Regions from separate parts of the Larimichthys crocea genome. Here region 2 is linked to region 1. The links are chromatin contacts, called in public Hi-C maps. All regions are on one chromosome and are shown on one strand. Each heading gives the region's core, a stretch centred on a gene start, on an enhancer-like site or on the middle of the called end of the contact. The rest is flanking DNA. Distances are from core to core; before and after follow the strand shown. Region 1 holds the start of LOC104920115. Region 2 holds the start of tyr (tyrosinase).

Region 1 (6,251 bases), core at 3,046-5,545:
AGCCGTTCACATACTCTGTACCCCTCTGAAAGTAGAAGAATTCAACTGGCCCCTCATTCAGGTGGAAGATGGTCACATTTCCACCAACCTCCCCTTTGACCGTAATCGGAGCAGCACTTTCTAGAAGAGAAAAATAAACAGGATTAAAGTGTTAGAGTATGCTGGGAAACATTACCCAATTAAATAGTCTGAAGAGAACTGAATGCAACCCCCAGTGAACAATCAGAAACTACTTTAGGCTATTTAAAATCTGTGTTTTATAGAAAGCCCAATTCCAGCTATGAATGTCATCTGTTCTGAAAATTGTGTCTGCATTGGTAGTATTTTTTGTAAAGTACGTTATATAAATATTCCACTGTAACTGTTTGTTGTTTTATATGGAAGTGTGGACTGTAGGACTATTGAATTGTGTAGTGTAATATGAAAAACAAAGCAAATTAAGAAGGGGACCAGAGGTTGTTTGCTGTAAGCCAAAACATTGATGTTTTTGTGTTTGTGTTATGTTGCAAGTCTGCTAATAAAATGATTAACAGACCCATACGATTAACATTGAGCAAAGAGTTTAGGATGTAGGTAGGCGTGAAGGTCAGGGATTTTTGTTTGGTGATTTATGCTTCATGACGTAGGGGACTAATCTCAGTTCCTCTTCAGCCCCATTTAACTTGTCTTTTGTTAAACATATATTAGTAGTAGTGTCCCTTTCATGTTTTACATGATCTAAAGGTCACAATATCGAAAGTGACAGAGAGGTTAAGCTTTTTCTTTTCGTTATCACTTTGTTCATGAGTGCTTTCAGTCACCTCATGAATGCATTAGCCGTTTTGTTTGTTCACCAACTTCAGAGAAAAATGTCTCTCCCCACAGTGCAAGTTATTCAAAATAGGGTAGATGAGAATAGTGGAACTCTAATAGTAAATATATGGGCCTTACAGGAATATTTAGAGAATAGTTCATGTAATGCGCTTTCTTGCCAAGTCTCAAAACATGTCTCAAAACAGCTAGTCTGGATCCAGTTTTCAGTTATTATGCTGAGCTACGGTAACTGGCTGTCTGTAACAACATATAGAACGAACAGACAAAGAAAAAAAAGTTATGTAGAACTGCAGTGTTAGTTGATAATTCTTTGTATGTTCATCTTTCGAATCTCTCACATTATATGTCGCTATCTGATTTTTTATTTTTTTTTAGCTTCAACACTGTTTGTTTGTATCATAACACATTTGATGTTGCTTTTATTAATTTACAAATCTGCAGTATCACTAATGCTAATGCCTATATCTATTTAGATAAACAACTTGTTTTCACTGTAAAACTGATGAATGATGAAGGTGTGTTGAAGTGAGTGTGTTGTTGATAAGATAAGACAGCTCACCTGTGACAGAAAAAAGCCAGGTTATAATCATGACCAGAGACGGCAGGCTGAAGGAAAGCCTCTGATTTCTTGGAAGACATAGGGGAAAAAACATAATGTTTACATGGTTACCCAGGTAACGCAGGGGCATTACAGTAAGACATAGCTATAAAACAGCACAAACAATACTTCTAAAGTTCCCTGGCCCTATGCCCGGAAATGCGCTCATACAGACTGATCAATACTAAGTGAACTAACCCTCCTCTGTCACCAAGTCTTCCTAAAGTTGAAAGGAAACTGTCCCATCTCTGTCTTACAAAAACAAATACATAGGCTTCACTAGAAGGAATATGTGAGCAAGTTTCTGTCTAGGTCCTTATCATTAGTTCCCCGTTCCTCGTTCCTTGTAACCCTGACCTCCAAACTTGCTGTGATACATTTATAGTACAGTACTGTAAAGTCAGTTGATGACCCTTGATACGGAAGGATCTTGTAGGTAGTCATTTGTGCAATTTGTTTGTTTCAGTATTTTTTTTTTCTGGCAAACCTTTGTGGTCAACTTACAGTAAGAATCAAGAGGGTGTTTGAATCAGAAAGTCACAAGAGTCACAAGGACTAGCCTTGTTCCAGTCACATGGGTTAGTATACTTTTCATGACTACATCACTACTTACTATTGAAAGCATAACACTTCATTAAAGAAGAGTGCTGACCCTCTGACTTTACTGATGACATCATTCTCTGTTAACATCTGTCAGCAGGCTGGGGTAAGTTGTGTGTGAGTCACAGCTTTTCAATGTCAACTGCAGACAGTTTCAGACAATAAGTGGGGTACTTACGGGAAACACTGTGGCTTGCAAGGTGTTGCCTGTTGAAAAGAAAAAATAAGTTGATCACTTATCTCATTATGTTTACATTTTTGAATCTGTGAACAGCCGCATTAATCAGGCAGGAATCCATCCAAGCATTCATAGTAGAGTGCTCATGCAGCAATCAAAAATGTCCTGTCATGCTGAAATAAGTTGTCTTTGTTTACATGTCTTAAGCTTACATACTTTGAAAATCATTATGGGAAATAGTGTACCACCAGAACCTCATAGTTCATAAAGAATGGAACAGAGCCCCCTACTACATATATTGTCTAAAACTGTGTAGTAGTAAGTAGTAGTGTAATAGTGCTAGCTCACATGATTGTATGAGGATTCATAAACACATCCAAAGGAACTGTTTTCAACAGAGACCAAGCTACAGGAAAGTCCCAGTGAGACTTATCAGAGATCTGTTTCTGTTCTGCAGGAGGGTGTATTCCTGAATCTACCATCACACCTCAAACAGTGCCTACTAGTTTATGTTGTTTTGTATGTGCTTTATAGTTACCAAATACTGAAAGTATCAGTTAGTTCATATTTCTGTAAATTAGTTGTGATGTTGTAGAAGCTAGTAGCCATCTAAGGTTTAGGGAATTCCCACGTAGTAAACAATATCTCAATTGTTTTGCCAGGATAAAAAAATATAAACAGATTGTGAAATTTAAATACATCACACACCTTGTCTTCTGAGAAACCTGGTCTAATTTTACTCATAGTGTACACATGTAGTCTAGAAATAACGCAGTCTACTTTCAGTTTTTGAGAGCAGTTCTTTGTACTGAAACTTTGTAGCCTGCTTAAAACACAAATTCACAGAATAGAATAAAGCAAGTGCTAAAAAAATGAAGTTAGACAGAGGATTCCCCGGGGAATCACCTACACCATGATTCATTCTGAATAGCCTTGTGCTCCTCACCAGAAACCACATCTGAGGAAATTCCCATGGTTAATATGATTACCTAAAGTACTGTACAATTTTTCTTTAGTTTCAGGAAACGTGATAGCAGATGGAAGTGTGGAATGAATTGTGAGCTTTCCCTAATTTCTTATTACAATATTTGGTACTTTTTGTCCACCTAACTTACAGTAGGTATAGGTGAATTTGGGAGAACGATTTCCTTACGGCATTAACTGTTTCTTAAATGAATGCCGTATGTATTATTATGGAGATTCCCACATGATGTAATGCGATTTGGAATGCCCTAGTTGCTGGCTGCATTGGTTTTCAAGGAAACACTTAGCAGCATGCAATTACACTTTGGCTGCTAGATAAGCTACAAAACCACATACCAGTCTTACAACATTCAGTCATCTGATGCCGTTTTAATATAGAAGCTGATACTTCACATGAGGGTGATGAAATTATGGTAATAAACCTCTGGCAGAAGAGTTTTATTTGTTTAGCTGTTGCTACACTGCTTTACAAATCACTGTATCTTTCACAATACAAGCTGACTTCTTTAATTCAGTTAGGATTACAAGTATGATTAACTACAATTTTAGATAACGACTGTTATGAATACTAGATAGCTCTTTCATAAACAGTTCTAATTCCTAGAGTATCTTTAACTTTAGTCACTTGGCCACAATATCCTTCAACTAAACCAGTCATGAATAAAATGAACAAATACATTTATACAAGTATCAATGATTTACACTGTTCACATATTCACTTAGTCATAACCGCTGTTGAAAAATTGTCTGGTATGCGTGCAGGTGTTAGTTTACGTGTGGCTAAAACAGAGTACATAATTATGGCATAGGGAGCAATTGAAACCAACCTCTTCCTATAAAGATTTAGATTTTGAGAGGCTATAAGCCCCCCCCCACACACACATGCACACATGCATAACATTCACGGGCTGCTGCTCAATGACATTTCAGATATTTCTTTTATACAGAAAGCTATGTTAATACCTGTCCATGATGTCCTTTCTAACATCAGCATGATAAAAAGTAATAGGCTTAAACGCAATATTATTTGTCTTCCAGAAAGACAAGGAAGAAAGCTCTTACCATCATGCTGTCTCGAGCTCTTCGTCTATGAGTGAGAGTAAGGCGTAACACTTCCTCTTCATACAGTGTACGGTTGCTGGGTGGAGCCTTATGAGTCATTTGACATTAATGTTTTTTTTTCACACCCTTTTTTAAGCCATATATCAGCAATATACAACAACATAACTTTACACTGTATTGTTTTTATAGTTGTACAAAACTTGTTGTATCTCTGAATACAACACGATAGGAACAAATATAATACTGTATGTAACTAATGTTTGTTTTACTGAGATTTAACTTGAATATGTAACTTGGGTTGAGCTTGAAACAGAATTCCATCTAACAATGTGGGCGTGAGGGTTGAGCGTGGTGACATGTCTGTGCGTGTGCTTTCACTACATTTATTGCGACGTCACAGAAGGAAGAAAACTTAACTGAACTTCCTTGTTTGTTCGTCAGCTCAGTCTCACCTGACCATGCAACATAGATTCTTTGGAAAACAAACAAACAGACATGACAAAAACAATTGTTTTGTGTTGTAGGTTTGACATGATGTGTCTCAGTTGATATGGCTGATTAGTCCACAAAGAATCTTCAATGAGGAGAAAGATAAAATGAAATATCAGAGTTAACTTAAGTTTAATGACTCTAAATTTGTTGCATTTTGGATTTGCCTCGAGGAAACATTCCCTTAGTTGTCAGTAAACTAGCTAAAATTTGACAAAAAGCTTGGAGGGCAAACATTTACAGAAATGCACAGCTACACAATTAAAAGGGATTCCATGGGAGAAGTGAAACCAATGACTCGATTAGTCTATTATGGGTAAGCAATAAACTAATATTCCATTGTGAAAGGAGAGAGAGAGTCTTCTTGCGTCAATAATCTGACATGAGGCAATTCTAGTCATGCTAGTCCCGCAAATAACTTAAGCTTGTGAGGAAATGTGAGATTGCACTTTGAGTGATTTGTTCATCCAGCAGTATCTCTAGTCTGTCCTTTTTTCAAGTTGCAGTGATTAGTCTGAAGAGGGTGATATGAAGTGGACATTAATGACACAATATCACAAATTCACAAAACAGCAATGCATTGTGGCACCAAAGTGGGCCCTATGAACTCACTTTTACTTGTACCGGAAATGCATGGCTATATATATGATCAGTGAATTTGTGTGTGACTTTGTAACTTTGTACTCTGTAATCTGGTGAACTGTGGCTTTTGGGTCAAAGTGCCCTGTGTTTGATGTTTTGTTAGACACAGGTGCGGTGCTATTTTCTCAGAACTGTATACGGTATACTCCCACAGATGGTTTGTTCAGAACACCACCTCTAACCACCATGTTTCACATTCAGCCTTTGATCTTTGTTCTTTTCCCACATTTGATAAAACATATTTTTTTTTACAATCCAATCAATCCATTTTGATTAATTGATCTTACTTGCCATTCATGAAGTCTAGAGTTTCCAGTCAGAATCCATGTCAGAATCTCTAATGTATAAACTTTTATTTATTTTCATGAATGCATGCTGGTTATTTATATATCTGTCTCCAACCCACAATGCCAGTGTTAGCTCAGTGTGATTATCTTTGCACTCTGATACTCCTTTCTTGGCTTCTTTAAGTTCTCATTTACAACTTTCATTGACCTCATGATACTTTCCACTGAGTTAGGCAAATGTGGTTAGGAAACGAAGCTGTTTCGTAATCAATTACACATAGGAAGAAAGGCTCTGTTTTGGCTAGCTGGAAAAGTGAGGATCAGCCTGAATACATCAACGGTCTCTTACAAGGACAAAGTGGGGTTTGACACACACAGGCCCATGATCAGGTCTCTATGGCAACTGGCCAATATGTTTTTGAACTGTAACAATGAACGTACATTTTCAGTTAAATATTAAGGGGGAAAAATATTCTAGAAAATTGTGTTCTGACTTTAGTTAGGAATTTAGGGAACATACAGCAAACAAGGATTTCTTGGGATTTTCCATGTGTATTCCTTGACAGACTACCCAAAAAACATTTGAGAATGTGCTGGC
Region 2 (6,044 bases), core at 2,597-5,096, 190 kb before region 1:
ATGTCTAAAATATTAGGGACACTGTTGTTGGGTTCCTGCTCTTTTTCCCATAATCTCTTTTTGAAGATCTTAAAGTGTCAGTTCACCAGTTTTTTATTGCTAAAACTCACTTCACCTCCAGTGTGTTGTCTAAGCCTTAAGTATCTCAAAAGCAAAGACAATAACACACACACTATCTGCTAGATACCATGACAGAAAAACATGTTCTTTGTGGTTTGGGTGAACTGATTTTTTGACGATGCTTTACTGACTCATCTATTATTTTAAAGCTTAAATAGATTTATCACAGCACATCAATAACAAATATAATATATAAATAAGTACCGGGATTGATTTCGTTCAATTGCTTCATGACAGCATCTCTAATAGTTTGTTCATTCATATACAGATGTATGTCCAGTATCTGTGTGTGTTACAGAGTCGTCTGATATGATGAGCCTTCCTCTGAGCTGCTTTGCAGTAGTGGCTGCCTCTCTCCATAGCTTGACACCCTCTTCCTCCTCTGATTACGCTTCCATTTCCTTCTTGCAGTAACAACCAGTGCAGCGATGATTGTGGCGATCAGCGCCCCGAGGATCCCGGCTCCCAGGAGCCACTGCCAGATCTCCTCGGCCTGCTGGAGGTAGGGCGTCAGGAACTCCTGAACAAACCTCTGGCCTGTTGTGGAGATACACAGGACAGACAGTTTGATATAAAAGAAAAGCTGCAAAAGCATTTGTTTACTGGAACTGTTTGTTGTTCTGTACTCACCAGGATCCAACAGGTAGGCATACTCAAATCCTAGAGCCTTATTGGACAGGAAGTAGTCTCCGTTTCTATGGAGAGGGAGGAAGGGCACCATGTAGTAACCATCATTGTGGCCAATTGGGGCATTGGCACGTGGATAGCTGCTCCGGAGAGGCTGGTGGGTTCTGAGCCAGCGCTCATAGATACTGGAGAAAAGAAGGAACAGAGAGATAAATGGCAGGGAAATAATTGAGAAAGTGAATAGGTGATTGTCACCAGTTTGGAGCCATAAAACACCTTTCCTGTGTGTCATTAGTAGAAAAGGTTTGTGTGTACCTGTCAATGAAAGCATGGTGCAGCAGGAATATGGGGTCGTTGGCTGAACCCTGCACTGAGGACATGGAGCCGTTCATGAAGACATGCAAGGCATTGTGCATGGTGCTCTGGCCTTGCACTGCCATACCTGTCTCTGGACTGGTAAAACCTGCAGGAGGGAAGAAAAACAGACAAAGCGAAAAAAAAATGTACATGAGAGAGGTGAAAGGAATGGAGGTTTACATGAGGGAAGGAGATGAATAGAACAATAAGAAGGAGCTGAATAGGCTGAATGTACTCACTCTCTTTCTCACATCTTTGAAACACTTCATATAAGTAAGATGGATGATAGGCAAGGGAGTTACTGAGCTTAAAACCAGCTCAAGGCCACTGACTGTTGAAGTCATTTAGAGTGGAGTTGACTCTTTGAGTGATGCGTGTAGAAAATGCCTCAAGGTAACTATGAGTTAGACACTAGTGTGAACGAGAAAACTGGGCTTGAGCAAGAAGATATTGCTCAAATAAAACTGAGCAATAAACTACTCAGTCCTTCTTGAAAGACTTGTCATGTTTTGGGAGATTTGGGCATCTGTTTCCTGGGTGCATATATTTCTTCTTGCATTGTGTTTGAGTCTTCTCTTGGATGTATGGACACACAAGTACTTGTATTCCAACCATTGCATGAAAACAAATCTTTCAAAACTCATTACCTAGATTAAACAGTAGACCCAAGGTTCATATTCAGTGGTTACACATGTACAGTAATATAAATGTGTGTGTGTACCCTCTATGGCGTTTCTAAAGCTCCTGTTGGCGAATCGATCCATGGGTTCAGTCTCGTAGTCGGGGAGGGACAGAATCAACTCCACATCAGCTGTTGTGGGGATTCGTGGCACGCGGTTTGGATCATGATTGCCGGGGTTACGCAACAGTGGACCTTCCCCGGTAGCGTTACACAATGCCTCTCGGCTGTTGTACTCCTCTGGCTGGGTGCAGATAACCTACACACATGCACACATACAAACACACACATTTAATGAGGCTATAGATGTCCATAAAGCTCCATCCATCAGAGGAATGCTTCTATTATGCAGGCTGGGGTGTCGCTTGCTTTGTGAGAAAATGATTGTTGTTTGAAGTATAAACCACTACAATATTTTCTGACAGATTCCTCTAAATAACTGTAATAAAGTTGCTGTCTTAGATTTCTTTTCTGGGATGTGGATACAAAGCCTCTGAAGGCAGATTTTAAGTCTGATATTTCATGTTGGCTGATCAAGTGAGGGTGAATTCTTTTAAAAAATGTGTGTTTCCAACTAAATCTCTGGATTAGGAGGCTAAACTAGCAAAAGAACAACAGACCCGCAGAGTGAAAAGGAAATAAAATAAGCCTTTTGTCTGTTTGTCGGAGAGAGGAATTTTCAGTCTCTTAATGATGGATAAGAAAGATTTGCTCATACATTTACACATACTTTCACTCACAGACGCACACAGCAAGACGATCAAATGTTTTACCTTCCATGAGGAGAAGACTGAACCAGGGCTGAGGAGGTTAGGATTCAAGGAGTTGCGTCCACCCATCAGAGCATCGGTGCACACCTCACAGGATTGGGCATCTCTCCAGTCCCAGTATGGGATGGTGAAGTTGAAATCTCCCGTCATCTTCCTTATCTCATTCTCCCAGTGAAGCAGGTAGACTCTGTGCCATGGTAGAAATGCTGCAGATTCATGGGCAAAGTCGATGTCTCTCCATACATTCCCTGGTCCTCCCAAGAAGGCATCCCGGGACACATAGTAGTGCATCCAGACAAACAGGTCATAGGTGTTGATGTCAGAGAACATTGGGTTCTCACCGTTTTCACCCATCTCTGCTCTTGTTGCTGTGGAGATGACGTAGTCACGGCTGATGGTGTTCTTGGCCAGGTTCAGGTAAGAGATAAACTTGTGTTGGTCAGCAACTGACATGGTCAGGATGTTCCTGCGCACTGACTCCCTGTACTCAGCACAGTTTGAACCCCAGTAACCAAACCTGCATTCACCACAGTTAAAGCCTCCATAGTTTCCAGCACAGCGACACGTCCGGTTGAAGAAAGCTAAAGGCCAACGCTCTCTGTCATCTATGCCACTGTGTGGGTACTGGGGCCCATGGGGCTCATCTGAAACCTCGACTTCAGTGCAAAAACCCCGACCTGATAGGGCGCCGCAGGGTGAGCCGTCACCATCCCACACTGGACAACACTCTTTGGTCCGTAGTCCCTCTGAGTTGGCACATGGACGAGGAAATTGGCATAAACAAGCCCCAATGAGATGCAGCAGAACTACAGATACATACAGGCTCCTCATGATGAAAAGTTAGAACAACTCCAGTCTTAACCACAGTGGGAATGTAAAGTCCTGCTGAAAAAGACGGACACAACAGATCCTGATACCCTCTCAGACTACGCAGCTGACAAGCAAAAGCAGCACAGAGGAGTAGATACAGTACTTAAAAGTTATGTCTTATTAGGCTACAAGCAGAGCAATACAAGTCAACCAAGTTTGATCTAGAGATGGCTTCTGCTGTCAATTTAGATTAAATTAAACACCACACACTCTTCAGTTACATTCAAAAGCAACCAATTATTAACTTTAAAAAAAAAAAGCCACTTGCTGGTTCTTGAAACTTACCCCTCTGTGCTACCAACTAACCCTCTACCAAACCTCCTTCCACCTCTCTTCACCTCTCTCTTACACCCAGCCAACAGTCTCCTGTTCCCTGCCTACTCATTGAGTCGTTTAAGGGGCTGTCCTCTGACAAAGTGTGTGATCTCATTGTGATCTCAAAAACTCAGTAAGGAACACACACACACACTAGCATGTGCACTCACACACCATCACATGCTCAGGATAATATTCCTGATTCCTCTTTCATTTGTCTTGAGACCAGATGACCTCTGCTCCACTATACCTCAGGCAAAAATGCGTATGTGTGTGTATCAGTGCTGTCACCCCCTCCATTTAGCAAAGGCTGGCCATAAATTTATGCATGATCAAGTTTGCTGTTTGGTGTGTTGTTAAACAGAAAAAAGTGAGAAATGGAAAAGAAACACAAGCAGAGGAGGTGGAAAATTAATATTACACAGTATATTAAAGAGAATGGATAGTTTGGATAGTATGGCCAAACACTTAGTTTATCCTCGGTTCATTAGCTATGTCAGACATTATGCTGACTCCCTTTCAGCTGATGATGAACTGGGAACTGTAACTGGGAATACATGAGAATCTACTTGTTGAGGATAGATTATGTTGGAATGCATTCAAAATAAGATGAATTAGTCTGGACAAGTTATTTAACATGCTAAATCATTGTCTTGTCTCAACTCAAGCCATCATTTGCTAACAATCAAGCAGACCAAAACTATTTTTTTCATTTAGATTCAGTTTGAGTATGACCTATCTCCATTGTTAGCTAGGATTGCTACCCAAGTTGCCATACTAATGTTGTTTTGTATGCACAAATTAGGACTGTGCCTGCAAACAGTAAGTGTCTGAGTACATCATCTAAAAATAAACTCACTTATCATAAAAAGTCTGTTTCTTTTATTTTAATGACATAAAACATAGAATAATGCACGAGTTCTGAGTCTAAATCTGAGATATGAGTCTAAACACAAAATAAAAACAAAATAAAATGGACAACACAAGGAACACTTGGGAGAATTTAATATTTAAAACTTCAATCAGCTCTGCTTATGCGTACAGTTTAGATTTACTGAATCTCGAATCGAATCTTTGAGAATAAACAGCCAGAATATATCTTGGATTTTTATTACTCTACATGAAAGATTGGAAATCAAGTCGAGAAGCAGTAAAGCTAAACCAATAATGTTTCTGAAAATGCATCACTGATGCATTACTCATAAGCAATATTTTCATGTTGTAACTGGTGTAAGTGAAGCTACTGTAGTAGAGTAAAAAAGTACAATAATTCTCTCTGAAATGTAGTGAAGTAAAGGTATAAACTACCATAAACGGAAATATTAATGTACCCTATTTTTTTCTTCTAGTACAGTGCTTGAGGAACTGTATTTACAGTAGTTACACTGCTGGTGATAATGGTGGCAATAATATTGTTTTATCACCTGGAATAGATACTCCTCTTACAATTGATGATTATTTATGAAATCTGAATTTTCTGAAGTTACAAAGTGGTTTAGGAAACCTTTTTATTACAAAATAAAGGACTGCACTAAGTGTTCTCATCATCTGCAGCACATGGTACAGCGTGACGATCATCTGCACATAACAAGAATGTGCAATGTGTGGAAACTCATATGAAAAGAGAGAGATGGGATAGATTTATTTATCCCCCCCCCTCATATGCTTCTCCCCCTCAAGTTCTGTAGACTGGTACAGTCGGGCTCAGGGCAGACATCTGCGCAAACCTCGGGATCACAAGCCGGTCACATGCTGCTGGAGCCAGGCACGGGGTGCAGCTTATCCCGCTGCAGGAACGCAGCAGAGCGCACAGGAATGACCATCACAGGATAAATCTGTCCGCAGGGCTCCTCTGAGAGGCAGACAGACTGTGTGTGTGTGTGTGTGTGTGTGTGTGTGTGTGCGTGTGCGTAAACTTCTTTGAACGCATTGAGAATTTCACCTTCTTTATAACTCTCAAGCAGTCCACCCGAGGAACTTATGAATATTTCAACACCCACGTGTCATGATGTATTTCCAAATGACGCCTGATTGAGACTTTCTCATAAATCTCTTCCACTTTTGCTCAAACAGGCACAAGAGGGCAGCATGATCCGTTTATTGCCTGATACACAAGAGCGCCACAGGGCGACTGTCTATCACAGCATGTTTATTGCAGGCAGCTAAGAGTTTCCTCCCCATCAGTTGTATGAGACGAGAGAGGAGGGAGGATACTGATGATCTGACCAGCTGGTGGTGTTTCTTATGGTTATTTGACTCTGTTTGACTGATTTCTCATTTCAGAAGGCTTATTCATATTAAAATCC

What was found. Hi-C and Micro-C count contacts between places; a contact is called where the count stands out from the background.
Region 2: a Hi-C map of muscle shows a contact between it and region 1, with 4 times the contacts expected there. The contact joins the promoter of tyr here to the promoter of LOC104920115 in region 1. A contact is called at or near these places in 2 of 7 Hi-C or Micro-C datasets (both in muscle).

What each region holds. Positions count from the first base shown.
Region 1 is chrVII:8,254,495-8,260,745 of L_crocea_2.0, reverse strand. LOC104920115 reads right to left here and starts at 4,295. Exons shown (of 8, transcript XM_010732272.3): 1 at 4,236-4,295; 2 at 2,190-2,218; 3 at 1,373-1,440; 4 at 1-120. The coding sequence starts at 4,241.
Region 2 is chrVII:8,448,646-8,454,689 of L_crocea_2.0, reverse strand. tyr (tyrosinase) reads right to left here and starts at 3,846. Exons shown (of 6, transcript XM_019254738.2): 1 at 3,709-3,846; 2 at 2,557-3,438; 3 at 1,826-2,042; 4 at 1,063-1,210; 5 at 751-932; 6 at 1-657. The coding sequence starts at 3,384. The coding sequence ends at 413.